3 separate regions of the Macaca mulatta genome follow, and regions 2 and 3 are each linked to region 1. The links are chromatin contacts, called in public Hi-C maps. All regions are on one chromosome and are shown on one strand. The core of a region is the stretch at or near the end of the contact, and the rest is flanking DNA. Distances in the headings are between cores, read along the strand shown.

Region 1 (4,370 bases), core at 754-3,253:
CTTCCCCCTATGCCCACGTCCTTAGGAGACACCTCTGGAGTTCAGAAATGCTAGGAGAGCAAGTTCTTCATTCTTAGAATCCAGGATCGGCCGGGCTTTTGCAGCTCTCCTCTGCCGGGAAGCCGCTGGGGGGCGCAAGACGCCAGCTTCTCACTTTGGCAGAAGCGCCTGCCTGTAAGCGCAGAATGAAAACTTCCCCATAGCAAGTTCAGAAGTACCTTGTACATTCACCACCCACGTGAAGAAAGCCTGAATGAAAGGAACAAAGAAAGCTTCGGCGTTGTTTACTTTCCCATTATCGCCCCAGTCTTGCGGCAGGGCCCGGGTTTCCATCCAATCCACCCGGCCCGCCACTGTCCCGGCCAGTCTCCAAGGCCTCACCCAAAAAAGGGGAGCACTGAGGTGTCCCCAGCGCGCCTTTCCACGTAGAACAGAAGGCGCAGACACCAAAAGTGCTGCGGTCAGTGGGTGAATCCTCTGAAAGTGCCAGCGTGTATGGTCAAGCGGCAGCAACCTCTAGCCTATTAAACTCTCTCAAGATCCAGACTTTTATTCTATTGCTGGAAAAAAGGCTTTTTACATATGCGTATTTAAGTAATTAAAATATTTCAACATGGCATAAGACGTAGGGGCTCTTACTCCATCAGTACTGGATGGGAATCTCCTTTTGCCCTCTACTCCCCAGGGTAACTGCAGCCCCACCTGAATGCGTTTTGCAGCCCTTACTGGGGTTCCTATTAATGCGCAGCTTGGACAGGGCTCAGTGGCCCCGGCCCGGCAGCTCCGTGGCCGACCCCCTCCACCGCCCTTCCCCCGCACCAGGCCAATGCAAGGGTGTGTGTGTTGGGGGAGGGGAGGAGAAAAGGGATTCAGGATCTTTTTAACCTGCCTGTAGATGGCGCCCCGGGAAACAGATTCCGAACTACATCCCCTAAGCTCCAAGGGCCGCAGCCGCGGGGTCCCGGCCAGAGGGCGTCCAGTCGCGAAGACTGCGCAGCAGCTCTCTGTGCTTCCCAACTCGCGCGGCTGCTCGGCACCCGTGCGAGGAACGGGTGGAAGGGAATTACATGTAGCAGGGCCAGTACAGGCGGCGCGTACTCAGGGACCACGGAGTGGCACTCAGCCTCGACCCCACGCGCCAGGCAGCCCGGCGACCCCCACGCGCGGCGGGGGCCTGCCCACCCCACCCGGCGGCAGGTGGACAGTGTTGCTATGAAGAGAAAGCCTCGATTGTCCCTACTGCAAACCGCCACACGCCAGACCTCTGCTATTGTGCGCCCTCCATAGAAATGCAAACGAGCGGCGTGCGCCGGCCGCAATCTGCTCGCCCCTGCCCGCCCCCTTCTCCGGCGCCCCGCTGCTCTCGGCCAAGGGCGGGGAGGTGGGGTAGGATCTTCCAGCGACTACTCAATGTACACATTGAGTATGCCTGGCAGGCATTACCAGCGCGCTCCGGACGCTAGTGGTCAGCTGCAGGGGGCTGTGCCCACTGCCTTTTGCAAGCCTTTAACTGGCGTTACCTGTTTTTACCTTAATTTCCTGCTCCAATGCAACAGTCTCATAAACTTCAAATTAAAGAAAAGAAACAAATAGAAAGGTAGCAATAAAAAATGGAAATAAAATTCCTTTTGATTCTATAAAGGTGCTTTTCGCAAATTGCAGCATCATATTAGCAAACAAGGTTTTTGTGGATTGGCTTTTTTTTTTTTTACTTTTTCCTTTTAAGGACTTCAAAAAAAAAAAAAAAAAAAAAAAGAAAGCCAGGCGAGATGAAATCTGCAGGCTCCAGTCTGCCTGGTAACACCCCAACAAAAGCGGCAGATTTGAGGCATTGTCATCCCCCGCACCCCTCCCCACGTGGCCTTCTGGCACGAGCCGCGGGCTCGCGGTCTCATTTACATCAGAAAGCGGGTGCCGGCCAATAGGCGGGCAGCCTCGCGCCAGCTGGCGGCGCCGCACCCATCCGCCTATATAAGGACGCGCAGCGTAGCCCGGGCGCACTCGCTGGTGGTGGGCGCGCCGTGCTGAGCTCTTGGTCTCAGGGTGTTCGCCCGCGTCCCCTCCGCGCTCTCCGCTTGTGGATAACTTGCTGTTGTTTGATCGCACTATGACTCTGGAAGAAGTCCGCGGCCAGGACACAGTTCCGGAAAGCACAGACAGGTGGGTTTCAGGGCGCTGAGAAAGCGGCTGGTCAGTCGGCGACCGTCAGGGTTCTCCAGGGTGGGAATCCGCGGGATAGGAGCCGAGCCCGGGGGTGCGGGCGTCAGATCCGGGTTGGAGAGCCGGGGTGCGGGCGCCAAGCCGGGATTGGAGTGTGGTTGGAGTTGGAGAGCCAAGGGTGAATCCCCGTGGCCGGGGCTCGGGGCTCCACCGCGCCCCACGGCCGTCTCCCGCTCACTAGCTGGCTCCTCCGCAGGATGCAGGGTGCCGGGAAAGCGCTGCACGAGTTGCTGCTGTCCGCGCAGCGTCAGGGCTGCCTCACTGCCGGCGTCTACGAGTCAGCCAAAGTCCTGAACGTGTAAGTGTAGACGCGACCCAGGCTGGGAGACAGGGGCGGGGATGAATGGCGAAGAGACCGGCGGATGGGAGGGGTGGCTGCGGGAGAACTTGGTTTGCCGGTTCTGACCTTGGTCCCCGTCTTGCCCTCGCAGGGACCCCGACAATGTGACCTTCTGCGTGCTGGCTGCCGATGAGGAGGACGAGGGCGACATCGCGCTGCAGATCCATTTTACGCTGATCCAGGCTTTCTGCTGCGAGAACGACATCGACATAGTGCGCGTGGGCGATGTGCAGCGGCTGGCGGCTATCGTGGGCGCCGGCGAGGAGGCGGGCGCGCCGGGCGACCTGCACTGCATCCTCATTTCGGTGAGTACAGCCCCGTCCGGTCCCCGCCCCGGTGTAGTTCCCGCCTCGGCCCGCGGCCAGCCAGGCTGACCCTGCTCTTTCTCAGCAGAACCCCAACGAGGACGCCTGGAAGGATCCCGCCTTGGAGAAGCTCAGCCTGTTTTGCGAGGAGAGCCGCAGCGTTAACGACTGGGTGCCCAGCATCACCCTCCCCGAGTGACAGCCCGGCGGGGACCTTGGTCTGATCGACGTGGTGACGCCCCGGGGCGCCTAGAGCGCGGCTGGCTCTGTGGAGGGGCCCTCCGAGGGTGCCCGAGTGCGGCGTGGAGACTGGCAGGCGGGGGGGGCGCCTGGAGAGTGAGGAGGCGCGGCCTCTCGAGGAGGGGCCCGGCGGCGGCAGGGCCAGGCTGGCCCGAGCTGAGGACTCTGCAAGTGTCTGGAGCGGCTGCTCGCCCAGGAAGGCCTAGGCTAGGACGTTGGCCTCAGGGCCAGGAAGGACAGACTGGCCGGGCAGGCGTGACTCAGCAGCCTGCGCTCGGCAGGAAGGAGCGGCGCCCTGGACTTGGTACAGTTGCAGGAGCGTGAAGGACTTAGCCAACTGCGCTGCTTTTTCAAAACGGATCCGGGCAATGCTTCGTTTTCTAAAGGATGCTGCTGTTGAAGCTTTGAATTTTACAATAAACTTTTTGAAACAAACTTATGCTCTTTATTGAGGGTAGGGGATCTTTGTGTCGGGGGAGGTGGTGCGCAGGGTTTCAGAGGATTGCTGGAACTCCGTGGAACTGATGGCACCTGTTCCGTCTTCCTGTCGGGCAAGAATGACAGGCTCCTCCGCGCTGGCAGAGGGAGGGCATGCTGCCCAGTGCTAGGGTAGAACTTGAGCCTGGCTCCTACTTTTCTCCTTTTAGGAAGATTTTAAACTTGCAAAACAGGAGCATACTTGAGAAAAGACATCAGTGCAGCAGCTGAAGTCTTGCCTTCCAAGGCGATAACAGTGACCTCTGCCTCCCCTCCCCCTCCCTCGGCCCTCCTCCCCCTCCCTCCCACAGCTGCTTATCAGAACAGCTTGCCGGAGGCCGCAGGCTTTCCTGCACAATGAGCATTGCCTTCTGCAGGCCCTGCCCTTTGTGGTCCCTGAGGACGGTGGCAGGCTGCTCCTGCTCTTGGGGACTTTTTCCTCTTAGATGCTCTGACAAAAAGCAATGCTACAAAGGTATTAATACCAAATATGACATTGATGACTGCATTTAAGTATGAGTCATTACTTTGTCATGGCTGTGATCGAACTTGGAAGATCTGAGAAAAAATTGGAAGGCAGCATCTATATAAATAGGCATGAGCAATTCTGAGGGGGCCTGGCATCTGCTATCTACTATTTTGAGTGTTCTCTGCCCACATCAGAGTTACGAGGATTGCTGCTATTCACAATTCCGTTTAAAGACTCATAGGAAAAAAAAAATTAAATATTTTAAGCCAAGACTTTCTTTAAGAAGGAAGGAGGGGGAAATGTCCTGATCGAATCAATC
Region 2 (4,370 bases), core at 780-3,279, 490 kb after region 1:
ACTAGCACTCCCAGTTCCTCGCTCTGGGGCCTCCTGTGGTCCCACTGGCCCTTCAGGGGCTGCTTGAGTACATGTGGTATGCTGGCCCACCACTTCCCTTCCATAGAGCTGAGAAGCAGCCACGCCACATGCTAAGGTAATGATCTATACCCTGACCCAACACAGATGACTCCTCCCTCCGTTTCACTGTATCCACCATTAACACTGATGCCAGAGGGACAGAGGTGGCCGCCCTGACTTTCTAAGGGACAGATGAAAGGACGAAGAAGGAAGGAGGAAAGAGACAGATATTTATTGTCCACCTAATACAATATTTTTCCATTTTTTGGGTCTACAACCCCAAGTAAGAAATACATTTGTGTCTGAGATACAACAGAAACAAAAGTGTCGTGAAAAGCTTACCCTCACTATGTATGATAAAGAAAAACTATAACAAAGTTAACATCAAATATGACTCAGAAGATTTAAATACAAACCTCCAGTAAATCATTTAGAATCAACAACAACAAATCAATTCGAACCATCACTTACTGGATTGATTTTCCTTTCGACTAATGGGTGGCAACCCACATTCTCAAAACTGCAGCATCAGCCTGGGCCAGATGCTACCTGCAGCACGTCTCATTTAACACCTGCAAAATGTATTTGAAAGCGGTATTAATAGCTCCATTTTACAGATGAAGAAACTAAAAGCTCAGTCAGTGTAAGTGACTTGGAGAAACACTTCACCTAATAAAAGCCAATTTGGCGTACAGCGCCATGTCATTCTTGTCCCCCTCTCGACTTCCAAGGCAGTGGGCATGTCCCCTGCTTGGGGTGGGGTCGTGCGGCAGGGGGGCGGGTAGCACGAGCTTCCTGATGCTGGGTTGGCTCAGGGTCTCCACTAGACCCTGACATAAGTAAGGGAAAAGGCCAGGTTCACTTGGAAGCAGCCAAGAAGCATTGCAGAACAAGGCGTTCCCCTCTTTCAAGCCTTGGTTTTCTGTCCAGCTAATGGGGACATGCTGCATTCCCAGAGCTAAACCAAAGCCTGTGCCTGAGAATGGCCTGCAGCCTCCGCAACAGCCTCTGCAGGACTCCGATGCTGCAGGGTTGGTGATGAAATTCTCACCAATCCAACCTGGAGCACTGATTCTGCAACGATTTCTTCAGTAACTATTTGGGTTTTTTGGTTTGTTTTCTGTCTCTCTGTGTGTGTGTGTTTTCCTTTGCTCCCCTTTTCTAATTAGCAAGATCCATAGCACTGTAGGTTTAATCTTGTTTTATTAATAAAAGGAATATTCCCAAATTCAAGACTGAGCTGAAGTTAGTCCTTTATTTCTCTCCAGAATCTGCTCTTCCAGGAGTCTCGCAGGGGCAGGTGCTGGTCCTGCTCCTGAGTGTGGAAAATAACCTTCATCACCAGATGTTCTCTTTCTGGAATTTAGTACAATGTTTCAATCTGAAACAAGGTTGAGGAGTGAAGCTGAAATGATTTGCAGAGTCCCTTTCCTCCCACAGCCCCTCCAAAAATTCCACTTGGATCACTTTTTGTGTCCAACAATACACTGGGCCTAAGAAATCACGGTGGAAAGGAGGAAATCACACGCTTCTGGTCCTTATGTGGATAATGAACTTGTTCGGTGTTTCTGAAACCTCAGCTTGTCTGGGAATCCTCTGAGAGGTTTGCTCCAACACAGATTGAGGGACCTACCCGAGTTGCCCACCCACCAGGCATGGAGTGGCTAGAATTCACATATCTGACAAGTTTCCTGGGGCTGCTCCCCATCTGGGGACCCACTTGGAGAACCATCGATCTAGTGGAGAGTTTTCCCCTCATGAAATGACTTGAGACTGATCTGAAGCCGAGCCTGGGGCTCCAGGAGCTCCTGCAAGGTTAGGGGATCACTGTGGGCCATGGCCAACCTGTGTGGAACTGTGCTTCTGCAGCTAACCTTGCCTTCTCCCGGGCTTGTTCCCTCCCAGAAGCTGGAAGTCAGTGATTGACAGGTCCAAGTGCACCCCCACCCTTGCCAAGGCCAGCCCATCTGTTGGAGCATATGCTCTGAAACCCACAGGCTTCTACCAGGAGCTCATTATCTACAAATTACTAAGCTAGCAGCCGTGAACAGCTCCTCTCTGCCCGCGACAGTAAACCGCGCCGGCTGCCGCTCTGTCGCCGCTGAGACACAAGTCTGACAGGTGCTACCCAGCACCTGCCCCGAGGTCTTCCTCCCCAGCTCTGTCCCACTGCCTGTGGACACTCGCAGAGAAGTGTTGCACAAAGACAATTCTGATCTTAGTAAACTCTCAGGAAATTTGGCACTGACACCTCTCTCTGTTTTGGTAGCAATTATTACTGACAGTGAGGACTACATTCTGCACACTGTTGGTTTTCTTATGTGGAGCCTGTTTAACATTGAACAGGGATGTCTCCGAAAAAGTCAAACCTGCAGATGCCCTCCAAACCTTGGATAGGTGCGAGCTCCCCAGGGGGGCTGTGACTCAGGACGCTGCCACCTCGCTGAGTCAGAGGACGTCCTGGAGCAGCCCTGGGGAAGGCAGCAGTTGCTCGGCCGGCGAGCTTGGGGTACACCTGTCCACCTTCCTGCCCTTTGCTTGAGTTTGTTTGCTGGAGTTAGGTCACACAAACACCATTATTATTAATATATTATTATTGTTTGAATGTGTAGGAAAAAAACTGAACAAGAGGGGAAGAAAACTATCTTTTTCTGTTCAACATGCAAACAAGTTCAGTGTGATTAGTTCAAAGGAGCTCACACGGTTTACAAACTGGCCTGTGTGTGCACTGGGGCCACACAGTTACCTACACCCCAGGAAAGACACCTCAGAGGAGAGAAATTCTCCTGCACCTCATTTTATATCAACCATGGCTCCAAGCAGGTCCAGTGCCTTCCAGACGATTGCTTTTCCCTGGTTGAGCAGGGAAGACGGCATGGTCTGCGCCTGAGAGTTGTATGGCTGAAGATAGCACTTGGAGGAGATGCGAATCCCTCCAGCGATGCATACCCAGGTAGTTTTTCCAGAAGTCTAGATGCCTTGTTGGTCTCCTGAACTTGAAGTTATGGGAACTGTTCTTTGGCTCCTGACGGGATGGAGAAGTTGAGTAACCACAGTTCTGTAGACAGGTGTCTGTCTTGAAAAGAAACCCTGGCGGCACACCCGAATGTCTTGGCATGCCTGGCAGCCCCTCAGAGGGCAACGAGAAGTCAAGAGCTGCCTTTCTGGGAGAACAAGTTATCTTTAGTGATAAATAGTGTCTAGAGTCTAACAAACGCGTTCAGTGTATCTATATGTGTCCAAGCCAAGGCATCTCACCTGCAGCCTGACCCTGGAGTAAGAGGAAACCAGATATGTATAGATTGTGACACAAATAAGTAAGGAAAAAGGTCAGGTTCACTAGGGAGCAGCCAAGAAGCATTGCAGAGTAAGGCGGTTCCCTCTTTCAAGCCTTGGTTTTGTGTCCAGCTAATGGGGACGTGCTGCGTCCCCAGGGCTAAACCAAAGGAACACTGGCACCAGCAGGCTTGTTCCGAGGTGAAGGGTAACATTGATACAATGTGCCCAGGCCCAGAATGTGGGTGAACGAGCCCAGCGCTTGCTGTCTCCCAGGCTCCAAAATAAACAAATGCACACCAGGGATGGAACTGAGAGGCCACCCAGGGCAAATTTCTCAGTGTTCCTATTAGAATAGTTAAGTGTTGACACCCCAGCTCTGCAGAGCTGCCACGGCTTATGCTGTCTCACTTTCCACAAGGCCAAGGGGCCAAGCCAGCAGCCAGGAGCCTACAGAATAACTCCTGCAAGACGGGGCGATGGAGTGGGGGGCCATTGGCATAGGGCGCTGGCGGCGGGTGGGCACTCATGCACTGGTGCCTTCCAACTGGCAGAAATGCCAGATTCCCTGCGTTGCAGGCTGAGCTCTGAGGGGCTATTGGAAGGCGAGGAGGAAGGAGCAGGCTTCAGCCCAGATGAGGGGATGCTGGAGCAGCAGTGGTTCCCAGAAAACACTGTGCATGGCAGCAGCATCAGCAGACACCACACCCACGGCTTTAGCTTACAAAGTCTTCCCAGACACATGATCTCACTTAATTCTCCTAATGCTCTTGGGATACGTAAGGCAATGTGGCCATTTTATAGAGGAGGAAGTGGGGCTCCCAGAAACCCATACAGCAGTAAGCAAAGTGCTCTGGGGCACTGTAACCCCTCCAGGCCACAAGGGCACCTAGGCGTTTGTGAGTGTGTCCTTCCTTTCTTCCAACACCTTGTTTGTCCCTAAACCGCATTTCTATCTGGAAGAACTTCATTATCAACCTCTCCCAGAACCTTCTTATCAGATGCCCCAGGCTAAAGGATTGGGGCCAGATTTT
Region 3 (4,370 bases), core at 873-3,372, 370 kb after region 1:
ATGCTGGCTGCCTTTAGCACCTTTGATTTTCTTTAAACTTATAGGTTAGAAGATCTCTTGTGTAAACAAATACCTGTAGGTGGGGGTGCTCAGTGGCAACTCTGTTTGGCCATCCCAGGGATGTCTGGACAACAGCGTGTGCAAAATAGCCCAGAGGTACGGGGACATTCTATTTGGTATTTCACCCTCCATTTTGCTAAGTCACATGATGACTTCATTCATGACCCATATGAACTATTTTTTTCAAATATTTGAAGTCATAAGACATGAAGAGAGAGAAAAGAACTTGAAAGCTAGAGAAGCAGAAGAAACATTTGAGGTTTTATCATGCTTCAGTTTTCTGTCTTTTAGGCCCATCAGTTCTTACCTTAAAAATGAGAACATTTTATTAAATTTCCCCAAGTTTCCTTCCAGCCCTACCAATTCGTGACTCCTTAGAGTAATTGTCTATTTTTAGGGACAATAAGATCATGTGAGTTTTTCAAAACAAGAACAATAACCTTGTACCAACAACAAAAAAAATCAAACTGAAAATGAAGTGCATTCGCATTTGCGGAGCCTAAAACATGTAGAAGTACTATAGTAGGTAAGTCACTTCTTTTTTATTTTTGTTTTTCCAAATTGAAATATAGGAGTTGAACTGCTTCTGAATGCGATGAACTAGTTTGTAGCAGGCCAAGTTCTTGCCTAGAGCCACTGAAGAAGCCAGATAAAATGTAAGAAGCTGTTGAAATGCCCTGAAGAGCCATAGAGGCAGCTCACAGGAGCCACTTCCTCAGAGCCCACATCAGAGAGGAGTGCATGGCATGAAGAGGAGCTTTAATGGGCTGCTTGTTACTTTGGAACATCTGCCAATTTTGGTGTGGGGCAAGAGGCCAAGAGCATCACCATCTTGGACAGAAGCAGCCTGTGGAGAGGCCCAGGTGCCAGCAGAACTTTTAGAAATTCACGGACCTAAAAACAGACTTTGGACCTAAGGACTAGGGGGATGGGGACAGGATTTGCAGAGAGCAGGGTGGGAAGGAGGGAGGCAGTGAAGGCAGACATTTGCTGAACTGTTCACCTGAATGGTAAGAAGATTAAAAGAATTAACAGGAAGCTGCAGGTGATGCAAAAACAATTGTAGTACATAACGGAGGGAAGCGTAAGCTATGAGTTCATCTGGTACTCTCTAGAGGAGAGTCCTGTGTGACCTCTGCCCAGGAGCCATGCTGAATGAACGTAAATTGATTTTACAAGCAGTTGTAAGCCATGTATAGCTTGCTTGATGTATTCCACAAATAGATATTCTCCAAGCAAATATTATTAGTCTTTCTCCCCCAAAGCCCAGAATTATGCCTTAATTTATTTCCTCTAGGACCATCCCTTCACCCTCCCTTAATAGAAGGAAGAATGCAACACAGCCTAACTGCTTTAACTCCATTCTCCCTGGTGTTTTGGGGGGGAGCTCAAACCAGACTGCTTGGGTTCTGAACCTGGCACCCCTGAGCCTGGCACCCCATGTGAATTTAGGAATGTTACTTTCAGATGTGCTACGTCTGAAAAAAAAGCAATAATAGTACGTACATTGTTATGAGCATTAAATGAATTTTGCTAGCCTTGCATGCAGTAAGCACTCATTTAGTATTTATTACCACTATTATTGGCTTATCTGAATTAATACAAATATCAAGTAGAAGCAGCATAAGTGGGTTTAGCAAAAGCACAACCAGCTCTTGGGAAGCCTAAACTGAGGGCTTCCTGGGTACTGATGTGGAAATATACCCAGACCGTGAATGCCGTTAGCATAGTCCTTCAAGTCCTTCACCCATGTAAGCTGGATATGTTCAGATACGTGTTTGCTATGCTCCAGCCAGATGTAGGAAGGGCAGCTGGCGAGTCCTGGGGAACATCATCCTGGCACCATCAGGGCTTCAGATGTGGCATGGGCTTTCTTACCAACTCATCTGGTGTCCTCAGCTGGCAGGAGGCTCTGGCCGTGTGAAGGGCCCTTCTGCCCACTGCACACCTCTGTGCTAATATCCTTCACACTAAGCACCATTCAGCTGCTGAAGTCCCTGCTTGTGAGTCCAGCAAAGTAGATGCATGTCAGCATTCTGCAGCTCTACGAGGATAGGAAAACAGCGCCCCTGCTGGCTGGAACACAGGTGTGCAAGCCTCTCAGAGGACCAGTGGGGCATCTGACTGGGTCGGTTGAGTGGAAGGCAATCCAGAACGTGGCTACTGTAGCTGCTTTCTTTTTCTTTCTTTCCATTATAGAAGTAATAATACTTGCTGAAAAAGAAAATCGTATAATAATTAAAAGCATAAAGAAGCAAATTAAAATTACCTTTAATTCTACCATCCAGTGGATCTGTTTTCTGAAAACGTGATTCATTTTGGTTTCTAAACTGTTTTTTTGGACTAGAGTTTTTGCTTTGTTTTTGTTTTTCAAAATCGTGGCAAATGAATGCATGAAAATTTATCCCTAGATTCCAAACTTCCGGCAATTAAATGTATGTGTCTTGTCTGCAATACAATTCATCCAAGGTGAGTAAAAAATTGACAGTGATTTTGGTCACACATCAAACGGCAGGTCATTTGTAATACATTCAGTGGCACCCTCGCTCCTGTTCTCTCAAAGGAATTTCAGACTTGCCCCAGTCAGAATTAAAAGGTAGATAAGCTGTCAGCCTACAAGCTTCCTGGTCTAATTAATTTGGGGACAGCAGTGCTGTGAGACATTAATAAGCATCTGCTTTCTTTTTCCATTTTCTCATGAGGTTATCAATTCCTTTTTCTGTACATGTCAACTGCAAACCTGAGAATAGATTTCAAGGGAAAATTTGGAACAATGCGTGCTTTCTAAATAAAAAAAGAAATGAAATGAAAGATGAAGAAAGGAAGAAAAAGGAAGGAAGGAAGAAAGGAAGGAAGGAAAAAGAAAAAGAAGAAAGAAAGAAAGAAAAGAAAGAAAGAAAGAAAGAAAGAAAGAAAGAAAGAAACAAAGAAAGAAAGCGAAAGAAAAAAGAAAGAAAAAAGAAAGAGAAAGAAGGAAAGAAAGGGCGGGCAGATGCAATGCTGTTCATTTCTTCTTTTAATATTTCATATTTAAAGTGAAATCTGCTGCTTTTTACAGTGCATATTTGTTCTTTGACCACACTAGTGTTTTGCAAAACTTAAATTATTTGGATTTCAGAAACACCAATTAGGTCACCATGGATGCTACACTATTTCTTTTCCCAAATAATCATTTCCCTTACAAAGTGGCAATTTGCATAAATTGTAATGTTGAAAGTACACAGACTTGAGATTGGAAGGGAACGAAGTTGCTCAAGGTCGTTTAAGTTGTTAATTTTATCTCTTAGGACTTCTACCTTCTGCGCTTCTGCAGCCATCTAAAATCAGCCAGAGAGGTTTAGGATCCCATTTCTGGCTCTTGCACTGGCGATCCCAGCTGCTGTTCCTCTCTCTGCAGTGAGGGTGTTTCTCTCCCTATTCAAGAGGAGTGCCAACACCTGAGGTTTGGATTCCATCTCTTCCTGCCCCTTCTGCATCATTATCTTCTCTGCCCGGTAGGAACAGCAACTGCCATAGCTAAACACAGACCAGAAGGAACTCTCCCGAGAACTCAGGTCCCTTCACAGGCACCTCTCCTCCCCTCTCTTTCGCTTTAGGGACCTTCAAAAGCAGCTGTTTTGTTCTTCTCTTTCACTTTGATCCTTTATTTCTAGCTCTGTAATATATTGTTTTTGTCTCCACCATTTCACTACAAACTAGAAGTTTAAACTCCAGAAGTTCTTCAAGAGCTTTTTATGTTGATTTGATGTATTTTTTCTATTAATAAATCTGGACACACACACACTCTTTTTAGCCATCTGCATTCTTGATGTCTTATGTTGATTGCCAATGCTGATGCCTCTCAAGTCAAAAACTCCAAACCATACTTTTGTTTCAAGCCCTAGGCCAGTATCCAATTTCTTAGTAGACTTGAACATCTGGATCTAGACAAGTCTAAAACTTAACTCACGATTTCCTCTGTTTGAGCCCACTAGACTTGCTCCTAAAGCTGACCCTTTACACACATAACTCGTATGTGGTGAGTAAAGCCACCATCCCACCTGCTATTCAACAACACAGTTGGGGGTGATTCTAGGTGCTGCTCCCCAGCCTCTGGATTCCGTCAGTCACTCACCCAACTCTACAGATTCTCTTGCTAAAATATCTCACTTTATTACCTTATTACACGTTCCCACGCTTTCTTACCATTCACATTTTAAAAAACCATTTACCATAATCATGAAATAAAACACTCAAGAAAATAGCACAAAATTCACATATATATTAGGTTGGTGCAAATGTAATCATGTTTTTTTTTTCTTTTGGTTTGT

Evidence for each region. Hi-C and Micro-C count contacts between places; a contact is called where the count stands out from the background.
Region 2: a Hi-C map of fetal cortex germinal zone shows a contact between it and region 1, with 5 times the contacts expected there. The contact joins the enhancer-like site here to the promoter of GADD45G in region 1. A contact is called at or near these places in 11 of 14 Hi-C or Micro-C datasets (CD4 T cells, blood, cortical neurons and 7 more).
Region 3: a Hi-C map of blood shows a contact between it and region 1, with 6 times the contacts expected there. The contact joins the enhancer-like site here to the promoter of GADD45G in region 1. A contact is called at or near these places in 4 of 14 Hi-C or Micro-C datasets (CD4 T cells, blood, cortical neurons and 1 more).

Annotation. Positions count from the first base shown.
Region 1 is chr15:120,271,919-120,276,288 of T2T-MMU8v2.0, forward strand. GADD45G (growth arrest and DNA damage inducible gamma) reads left to right here and starts at 2,004. Exons shown (of 4, transcript NM_001193910.1): 1 at 2,004-2,160; 2 at 2,417-2,518; 3 at 2,652-2,865; 4 at 2,954-3,547. The coding sequence starts at 2,108. The coding sequence ends at 3,064.
Region 2 is chr15:120,757,967-120,762,336 of T2T-MMU8v2.0, forward strand. No RefSeq gene overlaps it. Among named protein-coding and RNA genes, the nearest start is that of GADD45G, 490 kb to the left of the region's middle. Within about 2 kb of position 2,030, at least 7 of the 40 cell types and tissues checked have an H3K27ac peak or open chromatin away from gene starts, as enhancers often do. A contact at or near this core is called in fetal cortex germinal zone and fetal cortical plate, where this site is marked.
Region 3 is chr15:120,643,464-120,647,833 of T2T-MMU8v2.0, forward strand. It overlaps LOC144334866 (a long non-coding RNA gene), which reads left to right. Exons shown (of 3, transcript XR_013405130.1): 2 at 3,348-3,502. LOC144334865 (a long non-coding RNA gene) reads right to left here. Exons shown (of 2, transcript XR_013405129.1): 2 at 1,605-2,274. Among named protein-coding and RNA genes, the nearest start is that of GADD45G, 370 kb to the left of the region's middle. Within about 2 kb of position 2,123, at least 9 of the 40 cell types and tissues checked have an H3K27ac peak or open chromatin away from gene starts, as enhancers often do. A contact at or near this core is called in CD4 T cells, blood and fetal cortex germinal zone, where this site is marked.